Linked DNA regions of Mus musculus: all the other regions are linked to region 1. Evidence: chromatin contacts called from public Hi-C, HiCAR-type and promoter capture Hi-C data. All regions are on one chromosome and are shown on one strand. The core of a region is the stretch at or near the end of the contact, and the rest is flanking DNA. Distances in the headings are between cores, read along the strand shown. Region 1 holds the start of Stard3nl (STARD3 N-terminal like). Region 2 holds the start of Zscan12 (zinc finger and SCAN domain containing 12). Region 3 holds the start of Mplkip (M-phase specific PLK1 intereacting protein). Region 4 holds the start of Cdk13 (cyclin-dependent kinase 13). Region 5 holds the start of Rala (v-ral simian leukemia viral oncogene A (ras related)). Region 6 holds the start of Yae1d1 (Yae1 domain containing 1).

Region 1 (2,773 bases), core at 125-2,624:
ACTCTAAACATTCAGGTCTCATCCAGAGCATCACCTCTTCAGGGACATTTTCCCAGATCCCACACCACAGCCACACCAATGTCCCTTACTGCCAGATTTTCTAGCATTCATTCCTATCTAAAATCATATTGTTATTTGCACATATATTCTATCTTCACTAAAATCAAAGGAACTCGAGGACAGAAACCTTATCTAGCGTTCAATACTCAATTTTCAACACCTAAAACAGCATGTGGCATCATATAAACTGTCTAATAATTAAATCCAAATGATAATCACTATCCTGAGAAGGTAAGTCCTTGGAGCAGTTTTAAATCCATTTCTTTAATGCTTTTGACAATGCAATCTTTAAAGGTTCATGTTTGAGACAGGAAGATCTCAAAGAAAAATGTATTCTTCCTTACAATACAAAACATTACATATGTGTGAATATTATGTAGGGGGGGCACAGTCTACACTGTCCCTTCATGGGCATGATTATCTAGCATTTTACTTATGCACAGATGCAGCCAAAAATACTGTAAACTGCTCTTTGTCATCAAATCTTGCTCTATAAGTGGATGATGGACAGAAGAAGCATAGATGGGATTTACCGTTAGGAACCTTAAACAAAAACATCAGACGGAACTTGCTATAGTAACTCGGTACCCTGGGAGGTCAGACGGCTACTGTGTTCATTCAATCAGCCTTACTAACCTTATCCAAACTAGTACTGGGTCAAGTGATGGATTCCATCTGTGAACAGAGACAAATGCCTTTACAACTGCCATACTAAGAGAACACTAAGAAAAGTTCCACAGTGTCCACCCATGTTCCAACCAAAAGAGGAAGAAAAAGAGCCCTACTGAGATTTAAAAAAAAAAAAAAAAAAAAAACTAAAGGCAGGATGAGTGGGCAATGCGGAGAGCTGAAACCATGGCTAGAACATTCATGACTCATGCTTTAATTTTCGTTTTGTTTTGTTACATCAGGGCTTTTCTTGACGAAGGCACAAGGCCAGTAACAGACAGTACCTGCCGGCCTACACCCGCATGTCACCTTGGACTTGATGCGGATGCAAGGCACGGGGCCGAGGCTGGACCACCTGCCTCCCGGTGAGTGTGGGTGTGGGCCCGGGGCCAGCTTCCCTCCCGCGCTCCGCCGCGTTCCGCGGCTGCACCCACAGGCCCCACGGCCAAGGCCAGGTCTGGGGAGCCCGGCAAACCCTGGAACCTCAGGCATTTGGCTTCACGACCTGCCCAGCAGGGCGCGGAAAGACAGCCTACCTCCTCCGCGGCGCGAGCCGCCCGCCGGCCTGCAGACACGGCTCCGCGGTCCCCGCCGGCGGGGCTGGGGCGGGGCTGCAGGGCGGGACCCTGTCCGTGACGTCAACGCGCTGGTCACGCAAAGACGCTGCGGCTTGCTGGAAAAGTGAATAGTGGCAGAGGAGACGGCGGGTTGGTTTACAGAACTGTCAGTTTTCGGACGACCAGTAGATGGCTCATAAAGGAGGCAGTGGGCGGGCCTAGGACTAGCCGCGCCTCCAAAGCCTGTTAAGGTATCCAGCTTCTAACAGCAGGCTTTTAGTGGGTTTTACCTTCCTGAGAATTCTACGGAAGGCTTCTCTTAGATAGGTTTTAGGCTGCAGCCGGTGAGGGGTAACTCTGAGAGTGGATTTCAGGCCCTGGCCCCTTGGTTTCAGCTGTCCACTAAGAACTTGTCTATTCTAGGACTCGACCGTAAGTCTCAATCAGCCCAGTCTTACGTAGGAGTAATGCCTTTGTCTTACTGATAGTTAAGGCTAACTGTATTTACTTAGTTGTTATACACGACATTGGGCACTAAGTGATGTTTTAGATTTTTCCAATAGCTGGTACAGTTACGTCCTTAAATGCAAGAATACAAAGGAAGATAAAATATATTGCACTATGAGTGCTGAAGACTCTCAGCCTGTTAGAGGAAAATAATATTAAGAATAGTATTTTTAATAGATACTCTTATAAAGTAGTTTAATCGTTTTTATAATGTTTACATTACAAATGTGAATTTATATACGTGCAAAATTTTGAACAGTGCAAGTTGGGTGAGAACTGTTTTTATAAACCAATCAAAGGCTCAGTCTTTGTGTGATGGGTCCTTCCTGCATTGACATGTGAAAATATTTGTTAACACTCAAGTTCAGTTCTTCATCTAGCCTTAAATGTGCCTCATTGCTTTTTAAATGCTAAAAGTCTTCAGCGCCAATGATATAACTTGCCATCTCTATGCCCTTAAACATACAGTTTGTTTGGATTTTTTTTTTTAATTGCTAGTATGAGAAATGCTACCTTAAACATGTGTGAATGTGTTTTCCTACTTCTGTCCAAGTACTGCTTATGGTGCAGATGACAACAAAAGAACAGACTAGATCTCAGGCATACATCTTCAATCCTAGTAGTAGAGTCTTCAGATAAGGGCCCCTAGTGTTGCTACAGTGTTCATTTCCACCCATAAAGTTTAAATAATCCTATTTACTACCCTTTGGAAGAGAAATAATATGCAAGCTTTTGTTGTTGTTGTTGTTTTTTTCAAATTGATGAGCATGAGAAAAGTTAGGGTTAGGGTGTGTGTATATATACAAACTAAGTTCAGGGTTCTTGTATACAATGATTTGGGTGACAAGGTGAAGCAACTTGTGTGACTACTGTAATGCAGACGCCTTCCACTTAGTAATTAAAACACCTCACACTATCCTAATACTGTCACCGTGATTAGTTTTGCCTGCTTTCAGACTTTTGTATACATACAAAGTACA
Region 2 (2,773 bases), core at 206-2,705, 2.0 Mb after region 1:
CAGAGACAAATTGTCTTTTGTTACATATAGCTCTTTACAACCATTCATTGCCCACCCATGTGTCTGCCTTAATGTCCTTCTGCTTTTTAGGTAAATCCCTTTGAAATGTACTAACAGATCACTTGGTTTCACCAATCAAAAGGCTAAGAATTTTCCAGATAGCTATAACCCACCTGTACTGGCTGGCTTTGTGTGCCAACTTGACACAAGCTGGAGTTATCACAGAGAAAGGAGTTTCTGTTGAGAAAATGCCTCCATGAGATCCAGCTGTAAGGCATTTTCTCAATTAGTGATCAAGGGGGAAGGACCCCTTGTGGGTGATGCCATCCCTGGGCTGGTAGTTTTGGGTTCTATAAGAGAGCAGGCTGAGCAAGCCAGGGGAAGCAAGCCAGTAAGAAACATCCTTCCGTGGCCTCTGCATCAGCTCCTGCTTCCTGACCTGCTTGAGTTCTAGTCCTGACTTCCTTTAGTGATGAACAGCAGTGTGGAAAAGTAAGCTGAATAAACCCTTTCCTCCCCAGCTGGCTTCTTGGTCATGGTGTTTGTGCAGGAATAGAAACCCAGACTAAGACACCACCTAACTTACATTTCCACTAATTGTTTTTTTAAAGTTGTCTTGATTTACTACTTTCTTTTGTTCTGGTTATGTAAATCAATGTCCTAAGCCACACTCTACATGTATTTTGCTCGATAATAAATTACTACTATCTTTGAGAGCTTGTGCTTGGTTTTCTGGTTACCCTCGACATGTACATTAGCTAAGAACAGGGTGAGATTTTTGTTGTTGTTGTTTTGTTTTCACTTCCAGAACACAGAATGTTCTGGTGCATGATAAGAGCATTAACCACTATTCTTTTTCAGGGATTTTTCTTTGGACTCTCCTTTTAAATTAAAACAAACAAACAAACAAACATTTTTTTTTAATTCTAGAAAAATGGTTGTGTTTATTGGGATACCATAGTTGCAAACATATTTAATTAGTACTGACTGCTTTGTTGAGTTTTTCTACCCAAGAAAGCTTATTGCCTCCTATTTATGTTCATATTTGGCTTTTAAAGTGTTTTAAAGTTAGCCCCAAGTAAATGTGGCACATCTCTTGAGCTCTGAGTATTTTTGCTGTTGCTTTTGTAGCTGTGGTCTTTTCATTCACACTCGTACTTATGAAGGCTGATTTTAGTGTTCATAATATCCTGTTAACTTACTAAATTATCCTTTTAATACATTTTTTCCCATTGACCAGAAGAATGTCTCTTTGAGACATCACTAATCTCAGTGATACTGAAACACAAACGCGAAACCGGATAAGGACCGGCATGCTCACTATGATTAGACAGAAAATCCCAACTTCTTTTGCCAGAGTAAGGACAAACCACTGAGTGGAACTCCGTGGCTCCCTAGAGTGGCTCTGGGAGCAACAGGGCTCCACCGCTTCCGGCCTTTGTGGGAGTCCGCGATGACTTCCGGTTCCTGGGAGGGCTGGATTCCCTTCCCTGCGCAGGAGCGACGCGGTGAGCGAGCTCGTGCTCCAGGCGGGGGGAGGGTGCTCCCTGCTACCTAGACTCTCGGCCTTAGAAAGATGCTTGGAACCGGGGGAAAGGCCACCCGGGCTGCGCTGCGGCTGCCTATGGGTCCCCCTGGGGCGCGGAGCTGGCCCGGACCTAGGCACGCTGCAGAACTTTAAGTTAGAGTCACAGAACTGGAGGGGCAGGAGAAAAGCAGAGCACCCTCCCCAACTTCTAACCTTTATGAGTGGTTAAGTTCCAACTAAAGCCAGTTGGGAGACTGTACTATGTATATGTGATTTGTGCCAGGTACGCAGAAAAAAAAATCAAAAGCAGCAAGGCAGGCGTACCCTACTCTTGTACTCTTTCCGTTATTTTTGGTGGTACTGTTAGTTGAACTTCCCACCCGCCAGGCAGCGGTTGCCCTTCCCCAACGCTATCTGCTAATTCCAAAATTTTTTGTTTATTTCAGTTAGTTGTTGTTCACTTTAGGAGTAAGTGGAGGTAAGTTTCTTCCCAAGCTTTACTCCCTGAAGTCCTGAAACAATTTGACATCTTTTTCACTTTTGTCTATTTTTGTGAAAGTCCACGTACAATCCAGTCAATACAGTAGATTAACCGGAGGGCAGCTTTTCAACTCTCCCACTTAACTCTTAGAATAGGCGGTATTTGCTTATTGTAGTTCGTGTTAGTAACGATGACTTATCCCTTAGGTCCACTGGGTAAGAAGATTTACCAAGGAGTTATTACTTGAAAGATTGATACATCTTTTATCTAGCTACGATGACATCTACTAGTGATACCAAGGTCTGTAAGAACCAGGGTGGACTTTTGGAAATAAAAATGGAGGAAGAATGTAAGTATACCACCAGACAAGATAGGAACCTACAAAAGAACACTTATAACAGAGACGTCTTCCGAAAATACTTCAGACAGTTTTGCTACCAGGAAACTTCTGGACCCCGGGAGGCTCTGAGCCGGCTGCGCGAGCTCTGCAGACAGTGGCTGCGGCCGGACTTGAACAGCAAGGAGCAGATCCTGGAGCTGCTGGTGCTGGAGCAGTTCCTGACCATCCTGCCAGGGGAGCTGCAGGCCTGGGTGCAGGAGCAGAATCCGGAGAGTGTGGAGGAGGTGGTGACTGTGCTGGAGGATTTAGAGAGAGAGCTTGATGAACTAGGATACCGGGTAAGAAAAAGGGGGGAGGGGTCCTCTTTCCTAAGCGCGACTGAATTTGTAGGCCAAAGTGAAGTATACCACTATTTTACAAAGCA
Region 3 (2,773 bases), core at 172-2,671, 1.7 Mb before region 1:
CAACCACAATTTTCTCCAGTTCCAGGAAATCTGATTCTTTTTTGATCTCCAAAGGCATCAGGTACGTTAAATGGTGCATGTGCATACACGCAAACAATACACTCACACACACAAAAATCTAAACCAATAACCCCCTCACATATCCACGGTCTAATGTGATGAGTCCTAAAATCCCAAGTTGATTTTAGTATCTGAAGGAGTTAGGGAAAGACCACAAAACTCTTCTACAGGAATGTCTAAGACAGGTATCTTATGCAGAAGATAGCATTTTTTAATTATCCCGTTTCTTTATAATTACAAGATTTTTAAGTTTGGGGTATGTTTTCGTGGGTTTTTTTTTCCCCTTTAAATTTCTGTTTCTACTTCCTAACCTCGTCAACTTCCATTTTACAAGAACGTAAACGCAGGGTTCAAGTCCAGCATTAATTACTACAGGCTCGCTTAAGTTTTCAAGGCAGCAGTCTGCTTTCTAAAACTCAGCTTTTGGCGGGAGGTGCTGTTTCCTAAGTTACCAAACCTTGGGGGATTAGAAGCCAGGGGTGGAAAAGAGAAGCAGGGCACGACCATGGCCATGAGCCCTGCGACAGGAGCCCCCGAGGCGCGAGCGCTCCCCTCAGGGAGCCCGAGCGCTCAGTGTCAGTAGGTACCTGACTGCGGGCGGCCGGTCCACAGCCCCCTCCCGCCGGCCAGGCCTCGGCCGGGTCTCCGAAAAGCCACCGCCCTGGCCAGCATCCACAGCATCGCCCCTCAACCCCAGCGAGAGCGCCCCGCGACCTCCCTCCTTGACCTTAGGCCCCCTCAGCCCCGCCCCCCCAGCCAGCCCGGCCCCGCCGCCAGCCCCGCCCCCTCCGCAAAGACCCTCCCCCTGGTCGCCCTCGCACTCTTCCCCGCCCACCACGCCCTCCGCTTCCGCCCAGGCCTCCACCTCAGTCTCACTCGGCCCCGCCCCCTTGGACGATCCTGTTCAACCGAGTCTCTCGCCTCACACCCTTCGGCCCCGCCTCTTGGCTCATGGCCCCGCCCCCGAATCCGGCTGACGCTTCACTCCTTGCTTCCCGGAAGCCTCCAAGACGGATGGCCCTACCCCTCTGATCCGCCCTCTTCGGAACCCGCACGCCCCTCTCCCACCCTCACAGCCAATAAGGCCTGATGATCGGTTTCCTCTCTTCCGCTTCCGTCTTCGTGTACTGGGGGTCTCCGGGAAGACCGTTGACGACTGTGCTCGTGCTGCGGCCGGAGATTTAGTTTCCCCTTTACAGTCTTTCCTCCTCTCAGACACGCCCACCATTCTTCCATTGAGTGACCTGTTTACCTGCCCTCTTGCAGAAACTTGGTGAGATCGGAACCTTTGTGCAGCCGGAACTAAGGTGCGGTAGTCCGCTGGGAGCCGGAAGGGTGTATAAATAGAGGAATACCAGTTTCCTTCTGGCGGTTGATCGCAGAGGTTCCGGTGAGGCGTTCGGCGTGTGAGCTCTGCGGCTTCGTTTCCTGATATGCACCGACCGAATTTTCGACCCCCAACTCCTCCGTACCCCAGCCCGGGGATAGGAGGTTGGGGTGGCGGAAATAACTTCCGGGGTGCCCTGGGCGGGGGGCCGCGGCCGCCCTCCCCGCGGGACGGGTACGGGAGTCCGCACCACACTCCGCCCTGCGGGCCCCGGGCTAGGCCGTACGGGAGCAGCCAGTCTCCGCGGCACGGCGGCAACTTCTCGGGGGCCCGCTTCGGGTCTCCGTCCCCGGGCGGCTACCCAGGCTCCTACTCCAGGTCCCCCGCGGGGTCCCAGCATCAGTTCGGCTACTCCCCAGGGCAGCAGCAGACCTACCCCCAGGTAAAGACAATAGCTAGCGTTTGCCGAACTCTTCCTGTGATGGCAGACGTGATACGAAACATTCCCTTTCCGTGGATTGTTTAATCCTCCGATACTACGTTGGCCCAGTTTTGCAGATGAGTAACCTGAGGCGTAAAGAAATTATCTAAGACTACCATAAGTGGCGGAGCTCTAGTTCTCTGTCCACAGAAACTGCTCTCAGCCAGCATACCACATTCGTATACAAACTTCTTTAATCCTCCATTTCTTCTCCCACCCACCCCCAGAGGTTTTTATTTGGTTTTGGGTTTTTTGTCATTTATTTCAGTGAATTGTCCTGGATTCCTAGGGGGAGGACAGTAAATGATTCCCTATTGTGTAGTATGGCACCTCTAGACTGTAGTCTACTGCCATTTTCCTACAGATGTCCCTCCCTTGTTTTTGCATCCTTGCTTTTTTTAAAAGAAACAATTATTTTATTTCGAGCCATATTTATACCTACTCAAAGTTCTCTTGAAGGAAAAATAGAAAATTTGAAATTGAGGAAACTTCCCCTCTTCTCCATGAGTGAATACAAGACAGGAAGTAGCTAACAACTTGTATCTCGGTGGTTTTGCAAAATTGAATATGCTCACCCATATGAATCCTTATGAGTTGGAGTTAATAAGAATAGAAAATTTTCATGCAATATAAAAGTTCTAGAAATTTGAAGCCTATCAGGTTAAAAAGTAAGTTTCCAAGAAGTGAATACAGTGAACCACTGCTTGTACTGGGTTTATTTGTATTTAATAGCTGCAGGGTTGGTTATCACATTAGAAACTGAAAGGTTTTAAGATGATAGCAGACATTTCTAAAAGAGAAATATACAATTGGTTTTAGTAATTTTTAAAAGCACTAGATTAAAGAAATTTGCAACTGAATATATTGGGTTTCAATTGACAACTTTTAATGTGATTCCCCACTAA
Region 4 (2,773 bases), core at 180-2,679, 1.6 Mb before region 1:
CACCGGGCTTTCGTCCCGGCCTCCCAGCGGGCTCAGGGACCGCTGCCGCCGCCTGTAGGCCTTCGGCTCGCTCTTGTCCTCCCGGTAGGCCTTGGGCGGCTCCTTGTAGGCCGAGGGCGGTTCCTTGGACGACTTAGTCCGGCTGCGGTGGGCCTTGAGGTCCCGGTCCTTGCGGCTGCTACTGCTGCTGGACGTAGCCGACGCGCTCTTGCGGCGGCCGCCGCTGCTGCTGCTGCTGCCGCTCTTGGCGGCCTCCGCCCGCTCCTCGCCGCTGTGTCCGTGGCGGCTGCGGGCCTTTGAGGCCTCGCTGCCGCTGCGCGTCCCGTCCCGCCGCCGGTGCTCGCGGTGGCGCTCCTTGCTGCGGCCGCTGCTGCTGCGGCGGTCCCGGCGCGGCCTGCGCTCCGACCCCTCCGCGCGCCTCTGCGTGCCGGAGGAGGAGGCCGGACTCCCGCCGTTGCCCCCCGTTCCCCCGGCAGCCGTCGCCGCCGTTGCCGCGCTGGCGCCCCCCAGCAGCAGCCCCTGCTCGGACTGGGAGCTCACATCCTCGTACTCCACCAGCGGGGTCACACCCCCGCCGCTACTGGCACCGCCACCGCCGTCCTGCTGCGGCTGGGGCAGCGAGAAGACCCGGCGCTTCTCCGCCTCCTGCCCGGCGCGGGGCCCGCGGCGCCGCTTCTGCCGCCCTCCGGGGCGCCTCTTGCCTCTCGCCAGCCGCTTGACCTCCAGAGGAGGGCCCGGGCTGAAGCAAGAGGAGGAGGCCGCGGCGGCGGCGGCTGCGGCGGCGGCCGCGCCGGGGGCAGCCAGGAAGAGCAGAGGCGGCGGGGGCGGCGGCGGTTGCAGGAGCTGCGGCTGCAGGAGCGGCAACAGCAGCGGCGGCTGCTGAGGGGACAGGAATCGCCTCCGCTTGCGGCGCTCCTCCAACTTCTTCTCGGCCCAGCTCAGGCCCCCGCCTCCCCCCAGCGCCGTGTCCGAGCTACTCGGCATCGCCTAGAGCCCGCCGCAGAGTGCGGCGCGGGTGCGGCCTCCTCCGGGGTCAGACCCTGGCCATGTCCCCCGCCGGGAAGGGGGACGGCAGCCGCGGCGGAGGGGTAGCGAGCAGCAGGGCCGGCCGGGAGTCGCGCCACGATAATCCGGGTCGGGACGCGCGTCCCCGGTTCCAGTCGCGGTGTGTGCGCAGCGGCGTCAGGGCCTGGCGCGGGAGGATCCTATCCTCGGCGGAAAGCCGGCCGTGCCGGGCGGCGGCGGTGGCGGCGGCGGCGGCGGCCTCGGGCTCCGGCGGCGCAACGCGGAAGTGCCACCGCGGGCCGCGCTTCACTCCATCGTCCTGACGTCGGGGGCGAGCTCGCGGGAGGGCAGTGGGCGCGACCACAGCACGCCTCCGTCGCCGGCCGGCCGCGGCGCGTCCACGTCGTCCTGTGGCGGCGGCGGCGACACCCCGCGGCGCTCGGACGGGCCTGGGCCTGGCGCCCCGAGGGCACTGCGCGCAGCTTCCGGAGCGGGGGCGCGGCTCGCTGTCCTCCGCCCCTCCACGCGGGCTCCGCGCGCGCCGCTCGCCCCTCCCTGCCCTCCGCGTTCTCCCTGCGGGACGGCGACGCGACTGGCTGGCCGAGCCCTCGCCGCGCACCACCCACTCGCCGCGTTCCTCAAGACTTTTGCCCCTAAACCCAACGCTAGGTCGGCGGCGCGCACGCTCGTCACGTTCGGGGACGCCGATGGAGAGAGCGAGCGCGGGCGAGGGGAGGTGCTGCGTGCTCGCGCCCGCCGGGACCCTGGCCGTCACCGGAAGTGACGCGAGGAGCCACTCCACTTCCGGCAGGGGTGGGACGGAGGAGCAGGGTTAAAGAAAGGAGAGGAGGCGTGGGCTGCGCTGTGCTGTCGCTGGAGGCCTTCCCTCCGGCGCCACTCATGGCGCTTGTTGCTCGCCTCCAGTGAAAAGGTCACGGCAGGACCCGGGAGAACCTTGACGACTACCTTTTCCCCAGCCACGGGATCGGAACATCTGTGAGAGCAGACTCCCCACAGAGGGCGAATGTGACGTTAGCTTGACTAGACTCACGTACGCCCAAGTTCAAGGACCCATCGTAACCTAAAAATATACTTGGTGTTCATAGCTTCGAGCTTCCGCGACACTGACGTTTCGGAACCTTTAAAAAGCCTTACACAGGGCTGGAGAGGTGGCTCAGAGGTTAAGAACACTCACTGCTCTTCCAGAGGTCCTGAGTTCAATTCCCAGCAACAGTATGGTGGCTCACAACCAGCTGTAATGGGGATCCCTCTTCTGATGTGTCACATACATGAAATAAGTAAATCTCTTTATAAAGCAAAAGCATTAAGTAAATCTGAAAGATGAGTCAAAATATCAAGGAGGACTACTAAAAATCCCAGGAACCTTAAAAACATTTTGTAGTAGTGGAAGCTGCCCTCTTTGTACTTTCACCTGTAATTATATCTAACTAAAGCTATGAGCTGTCAGCTACATAATGCCCTCATCTCTTGCCTTAAGATTGCCCTTCAGTTAGAGGCTAGGTATTCGGGGTAATTAGATTAAAATCTAAAAGGCTTATTGGTCATTAATACTGGAAAGAAGATAAACATTGCTCAGTGGGTACATGTAATTACCCCTTAACAAATTTATTCAGATCATCAGCTGGCTTTTAGTTCTTAAATACTTAGTAATCAAGTTGACCTCAGCATCATCTCACAAACTGATGGAAGCTCAGACTTTGAAGTTTACAAAAGATACTTGCTAGAAGATAGGTTTGAATAGCTACTT
Region 5 (2,773 bases), core at 71-2,570, 1.5 Mb before region 1:
TCTAGTACCTTTTGCTTGGTATGCAAGTACCAGCCACAGTCAATCGCTTCTGGAAAGTGACTTTTCCATCAACTGTACACATTCACATCCATTCAGTGAAGAAATGTGGGGAGTTCTGAGCACTTTACGTGGTAACAGAGAAGATGAAAAGGCTCCTCCTCTGAAAACAACTGAGCCGTAGAAACATCTTAAGGGTCACAGGAGTCATTTATAAGAATATTGTATCAACAGATACAAACAGCATAGGTAATAGTACATATTAACAAGCATAAGCCAAAGGGAATGCCTTCTACACTGTGAGTAATAAATCTGTTAGTCAATTTTGGGAACGTGATTAAAGCTGTAATTTATTTACAGGAAAAGAATTTACAGAAATAAAGGTTCTCCCGGCACACGTACCCAAACTGTTTGTAAATTGTGTGCTTCCTGGCTTGACAGGTAGGGCGTGGCACCAGAGTTCTCACAGTAGCTCAAAGACACTCAGATGAGCTCTCACAAGTCTGGACGTTCTGGTTTCCATGCAAAGGCCAGTAAATTCTTTAATTCCTCCTAAGTCTCCCGACAACACAACCACCTCAGCGCCACCACGCCCGCCCACTCCAACACACGAATGCCCAAGTAAAGCACACAAATCGTATCTTCTACTCCTTGACATCTTTCAGGCACCGAACGCGGAAGATACCCCCATCACACAATGCCTACATTCCCTTCCTCTTCTAAAGGCTAAACCTGTACTAGAAGAGCCTTCGAGCATTCAGCTGGACGCGTCTAAAGACTTTAGTCTGAAAACGCCATTCCTTCCAAACACTGGCAGAGAAGCTCGAAAAGCAGCCGCTCTGTACCGGCAGAGTGGCTTGAAAGCGAGGGAGGTCGGGGTGGAGTGCGGCGCAGGGACTGCGGCGGCGGCGGCGGCGGCCCCAGGTCGCGGGCACCGCCCGGGCACAGCCCTGGGAGCCACCGGCGCTATACAGGTGACCTTCCGGAGACGCCGCCCGCTGTCGGGGCGCAGTCGGGTCCCAGCCCAGGCGGCAGGCGGGACGTGCAATCTCGGCGGCCGCGGGCCCGGCCCGTCGGACACACCCCCGCCGCGGCCCGGCCTCCCCGGCCGGCGAGCTCTCACCTGCACCGCGAGCCGCTCGACCCGCGGGCTCTTGGGCCTCGGCTGCGCCGATCGGACCGCGCTCGGAGTTCCGCGCGGGGCGCGGCAAGAGGAGTCCGGAGGGCGGCGGCAGCGGCGGCGGCCTGGGCGGCGGCGGAGGAGGAGGACTCCGGCGCTCCGCTCTAGGGAGACCCACCCTCCTCCCGGCCGCTCTGCAGCAGCCGCCGCAGATCACTTCCGGGGCGCGGGCCAGCGGGGCGGGGCGCCAGGCCGCACTTCCTGGCCGTGGGGCCGAGTACTCCATGGCGACTGCGAACAAAGGCTCTACGGGCGCGGGGGAGGCGCAGTGGTACAGCCTCCCGGTGGACCCACGGCGAGTCCCCGGGTTCGCGAGGCGTAGCCCGCCCCCCCCCCCCAAGGCCGTGCCGGGATTCCCGTGTCGCGGTGTTTTCGTCTTCCCCGGACATGGAGGGGTTCCTGGAGAAAGAAGGGGAGGGGGAGGCCGCCATCTTGCTTCTGGGGGCTGCTAGGTTCTCTTGCAAGAGTTTTCCAGTGTGTAGCCTGCAACGTGGTTTGTCGCAGATCAAGTCCGAGTTGGTGGATTGGTCGCTTGTCCTGGTTGGAGGGTCTCGGTAGCTGACCGAGTGGAGAACTGGCCTCAGCATATGGGCTTCGGGTTCCTTTTGGAGTAGACCCTTCGACACTAGATTTGGCACTGAGATAAGGCGACGGCTCCGTAACACACTAATGTCTTAAATTAGTAGTTAAACTGAATCGGTTGTTTTCTTTAAAACTGCCCACAAGTTCGAGATAGTTTGCCTAGTGTCTGTTAGCGGCCACACGTTCTTCCCTGGACTTTAAAATTCTCATTTCCTTTGGCCCCAAATGAAGAACCAACGGCTTGGTTGGTTGGCATGACTACTTAAAGGAATGAATGTACACTCAATCAAGTTTGCAGTCTAGAAACCTAGTACTTGGCGTTTGGAAGTATGAATGGAGGGAAGACTTGATAACTTTACTAACAATAGGTTAGAGTTTTAAACTTAAGTATGATCTTTTTTCCAGTACAAAAAGACGATGGTAAATGTGGATCCAAATAAAGGGAGTCCCCGCAGAACAGGGATCAGTGGTTCATGGAGAAGGCTGAGTGCCACTTATCTGTCTTAAAAGTTCTACAAGAGCTGATGAGAAAGATGAGGCTACAGAAGGAGACAGGAGTCAAGTCATGGCTGGCTTTTGTGTCTATTAAATTCTGGAAGTAGAATGGCTGGATACATCAAATTTTAAGCAGTTTATAAATGGAGGACCGATTAATGGGGGAGTTGGGCAGTATAGCAAACATAGAGTAGACAGTGAACTATTGCAGAAGAGGAAAGAGAAAGGTATTTTTAATAGTGCCAGTAACCAACCAAAAGATGATTCCCAGATGATGAAGCCATATAAGCATCATAAGCCAAATAAGAATTGTTTGCTGGGCAGCTGGAGGGTAAGAGAATTGGAAGTCAATGTTTTGTTTTTGGAAAGATGCAGGATAAAAGTGTACTTTGTGTATGTGGTTTTGTCCTGGCCATGTAACTGGGGGGTGACCTTGAACTTCAGACTCACCTAACTCCATCTCCCAAGTGCTGGTAATAGAGACTTGCACCATCAAGTCTGGTTTTGCTGGGGCTAGAA
Region 6 (2,773 bases), core at 99-2,598, 1.4 Mb before region 1:
CTCCTAATCGATGACAGGCAGATGCCTCGATGCCACACGGGGAAGTCACTTTGGAAATCTAGGGTTACTGTGCAAACATTAAATATCAGTTGTTATGTTTTTTTTAAAAACTGTGTTAGCAAGGTCTTCACAGAAATGGGAAACTACATGTCTGGTCTCTTGGTAACGGACTAGAATAGGATAGATAAGGAGGCTGGCAAGGCCTGGGAAGAGGGAACTATTTTAGGAACAGTGAAGAGGAAGTCTGATTTTAGAAATCTAATCTAAACTGTGGCATAGAGATTTGTCTTATTATTATTATTAGTTTAGCCCTGGATTCCTATGGTATTTTTGTAATGATATGATGGTTGCTGGGCTCAACAAATATGAACTTACTGGAACATTAAATTAGGGTTGACATAACTGCAGCTTTAAGAGGGTAATTTAATGGCTAGTATATTGGGTGGATGCAGTTCTTATCTTTTAAACAGTTAAGTAACATATATTTACTTATTTTTCTTGAGGGAGGCATTTATTTACTTCCTTGAGCGTGAAGGTCAGAAAATAACTTCCAGAAACCCATTCTGTCCTTCCACAAAGTACGTTCCAGGGATCGAACGCAGGTCTTTATACTCTGGAATCCACCCCCATGTGGAGACAGATCTTAGCAAGTAGTTCTCACCCAGAAAAAGCGCCGATTCTACCCAAATAGTACTAAGCAAGTTTCAATGAATGGCAAGACAGGTCCGGATTGAATAACGCATTTAAAGTAAAGCTGGAACAGTATTCCCTTCTCTACCTCCCCCTTACCTTCCCTTGACAACATTCTCAGTTCACCCTTCTCCAAGCCTTGATAACATCACGCCTAACTTTGGACTCTCTGTGACTGCGTTCTCTGCGGGCCATCAGCCTAGTGGGTGTGCATTTCTCCTCCTCTGCTCCCCCGACCCCAAACTGCACACTCTTGAGGGACTGAATAAAGTTCACGTTGTAGAGTAGGGTCAATGTCCCTGCTCCAAACCCGGTGGGGCTCCGAAAGAGCACCAAGAAACAACCAGGATTCTTAAGACCCGGCAACACTGGAGCGCGCTGGCTCGGAGACCCGCGCTCCTCCGCCCAGGCTTCTGCGTGCGTGCCCCTGCCAGGGAGCCCCCGGGTCCCGCCTGGGAGTCCCTTTCTCCCGCGTCCCGTCCATTTACTTGGACTCGTTTCCGCATGTGACCCTGCCATTCCCGCTGCGCTAACAGAGACTCGTCCGCTTCCTCGTCAAACACGTCCTGGTCTCCAGGGCTCGCGTTCTCCGGAGCCGCTCGAAACCAAGACATCGCCCGGAACACCACGAGTCCCGGAGCCGCCGGAAACCCGGGCAAGTGCTTCCGGTTCGGGGGGCGGGACGAAAGGACAAGGCGTGGGACGGAGGGGCGTGTGCGGCTCCCCTTGCGGCTTGGAGGCTAAGGGTTGGGTCTCTTCCTACGCCTCTGGGATGGGCAGCGTGGGGCTAGCTGGGTGCTGCAAGCTAAGTCCCACCATTCAAGGGCTGAGATTCAGTTTCTGCAAGTGCTGAAGGCATTGGACGCCCACGTGCAGCCAAGAACTTTAGAATGTGAAAGCTGATTCTAGGATCGGTTTGAGATTAAGTAATGGGAACACTTTTGTAAAACCAGCGTCCATTGGCAATTTCCCTCTTAGCCTTTGACTAGGAGAGTTAAGGAATGTGGCTCAAGCATTTAGCAACTTCTGGCTGGGAGTTCATGTTGAAGAACTGCACATCAGTAGCGTTCTTGTTTTGTCATGTGATAACTGAATTTTTCTGACAATTTGTTTTGAATACCTATTTCGCATCACTCATCATTTTGGGACAGCGCACTATAGGAATAAAAGTTCTCAGTCCCAATGGACTTCCTATTAGTGTAGAAACGGCCAGTTAGCCAACAATACTTATAAGTAACTCATAGTTTGAAGACTGTAAGTGATATGAAAAAAGTAATCATTGTGAGGGAAGAGGAAACAGGTTACTGTTTTAGTTTATTTTACATTTTTGTCCTGAAGGCAAAAGTTTTGCCAATAAGGAATATATGCTCTGTCAATAAGTTATCCCCTACACAAAGTTATTACTTTTTATCTTCAGAGAGAATTTTGTATCCTATAAATGTATGTATAAAACCAAATATAAAATGTGATAAGGTGTATGTATATAGAGATCTTAATTAGAAGCAAAATGGCAGTATAGGAAGCCATAGAAATAGTGATTGAAATGAGTAAGATAGAAAACTTCTGTGAGTTGGCTCAGTGGGTAAAGTCCCAGGAACGGTGTCAATCACCAGGACCCACGTGATGGAAGGAGAGATTAAACTCCTACAAATTGTCCTCTGACCTACACACACACACACACACACACACACACACCATATGAAAACAAATGCAATAAAAAAAATCCAACTCAACCCTTGCATGATAAACCCTAAAGGACAGGGTCTGAAGAGATGGCTCAGCAATTACAAACACTTGCTGCTCTTCTGGGGGATGTTAACTTGGTTCTGGGCATCTACATACAATTGGGTGATGGCTCACAACCACCTGTGACACCAGCTCCAGGGAGTCTCAAGCCCTCTTCTGGCCTCCAAAAGTGCTTGTGCACACATGGCATACATGCATACAAATACATACACATATAAGTAAAAATAAATATTAGAAAACAGATAATCTTGTCCTGCCTCTTATTAAAAAGAGCGAAAAAAATGTAGGAGGGTGTGAATAATTTTGAACTTCTGATTATTCTGTGTCTAACTCCTGA

What was found. Promoter capture Hi-C pulls out the DNA fragments that hold promoters and counts their contacts. A called contact is a pair of places that touch in the nucleus more often than the background predicts. HiCAR-type assays count read pairs that join an accessible place to other places.
Region 2: a contact with region 1 is called in a promoter capture Hi-C map of cranial neural crest. The contact joins the promoter of Zscan12 here to the promoter of Stard3nl in region 1. A contact is called at or near these places in 1 of 39 promoter capture datasets (cranial neural crest) and 1 of 115 datasets of contacts at active chromatin or transcription factors (astrocytes).
Region 3: a contact with region 1 is called in a Hi-C map of B cells, with 6 read pairs. The contact joins the promoter of Mplkip here to the promoter of Stard3nl in region 1. A contact is called at or near these places in 1 of 39 promoter capture datasets (pre-B cells), 1 of 484 Hi-C or Micro-C datasets (B cells), 1 of 115 datasets of contacts at active chromatin or transcription factors (cardiomyocytes) and 1 of 9 other capture datasets (liver).
Region 4: a contact with region 1 is called in a promoter capture Hi-C map of pre-B cells. The contact joins the promoter of Cdk13 here to the promoter of Stard3nl in region 1. A contact is called at or near these places in 2 of 39 promoter capture datasets (liver and pre-B cells) and 1 of 115 datasets of contacts at active chromatin or transcription factors (astrocytes).
Region 5: a HiCAR-type map of astrocytes shows a contact between it and region 1, with 3 times the contacts expected there. The contact joins the promoter of Rala here to the promoter of Stard3nl in region 1. A contact is called at or near these places in 3 of 115 datasets of contacts at active chromatin or transcription factors (astrocytes, cardiomyocytes and embryonic stem cells).
Region 6: a promoter capture Hi-C map of pre-B cells shows a contact between it and region 1, with 5 times the contacts expected there. The contact joins the promoter of Yae1d1 here to the promoter of Stard3nl in region 1. A contact is called at or near these places in 4 of 39 promoter capture datasets (the 3T3-L1 cell line, hippocampal neurons, liver and 1 more) and 1 of 115 datasets of contacts at active chromatin or transcription factors (astrocytes).

The regions. Positions count from the first base shown.
Region 1 is chr13:19,394,439-19,397,211 of GRCm38.p6, forward strand. It overlaps Stard3nl (STARD3 N-terminal like), which reads right to left and starts at 1,375. Exons shown (of 9, transcript NM_024270.3): 1 at 1,266-1,375. Gm40827 (a long non-coding RNA gene) reads left to right here and starts at 1,409. Exons shown (of 2, transcript XR_873152.2): 1 at 1,409-2,773.
Region 2 is chr13:21,361,365-21,364,137 of GRCm38.p6, forward strand. Zscan12 (zinc finger and SCAN domain containing 12) reads left to right here and starts at 1,456. Exons shown (of 4, transcript NM_016684.2): 1 at 1,456-1,508; 2 at 2,216-2,687. The coding sequence starts at 2,286.
Region 3 is chr13:17,693,992-17,696,764 of GRCm38.p6, forward strand. It overlaps Mplkip (M-phase specific PLK1 intereacting protein), which reads left to right and starts at 1,422. Exons shown (of 2, transcript NM_025479.6): 1 at 1,422-1,829. The coding sequence starts at 1,494. It overlaps Sugct (succinyl-CoA glutarate-CoA transferase), which reads right to left and starts at 774. Exons shown (of 14, transcript NM_138654.3): 1 at 648-774. The coding sequence starts at 741.
Region 4 is chr13:17,803,668-17,806,440 of GRCm38.p6, forward strand. It overlaps Cdk13 (cyclin-dependent kinase 13), which reads right to left and starts at 1,430. Exons shown (of 14, transcript NM_027118.1): 1 at 1-1,430. The coding sequence starts at 984.
Region 5 is chr13:17,942,897-17,945,669 of GRCm38.p6, forward strand. Rala (v-ral simian leukemia viral oncogene A (ras related)) reads right to left here and starts at 1,321. Exons shown (of 5, transcript NM_019491.5): 1 at 1,121-1,321.
Region 6 is chr13:17,992,003-17,994,775 of GRCm38.p6, forward strand. Yae1d1 (Yae1 domain containing 1) reads right to left here and starts at 1,349. Exons shown (of 3, transcript NM_025904.3): 1 at 1,179-1,349. The coding sequence starts at 1,304.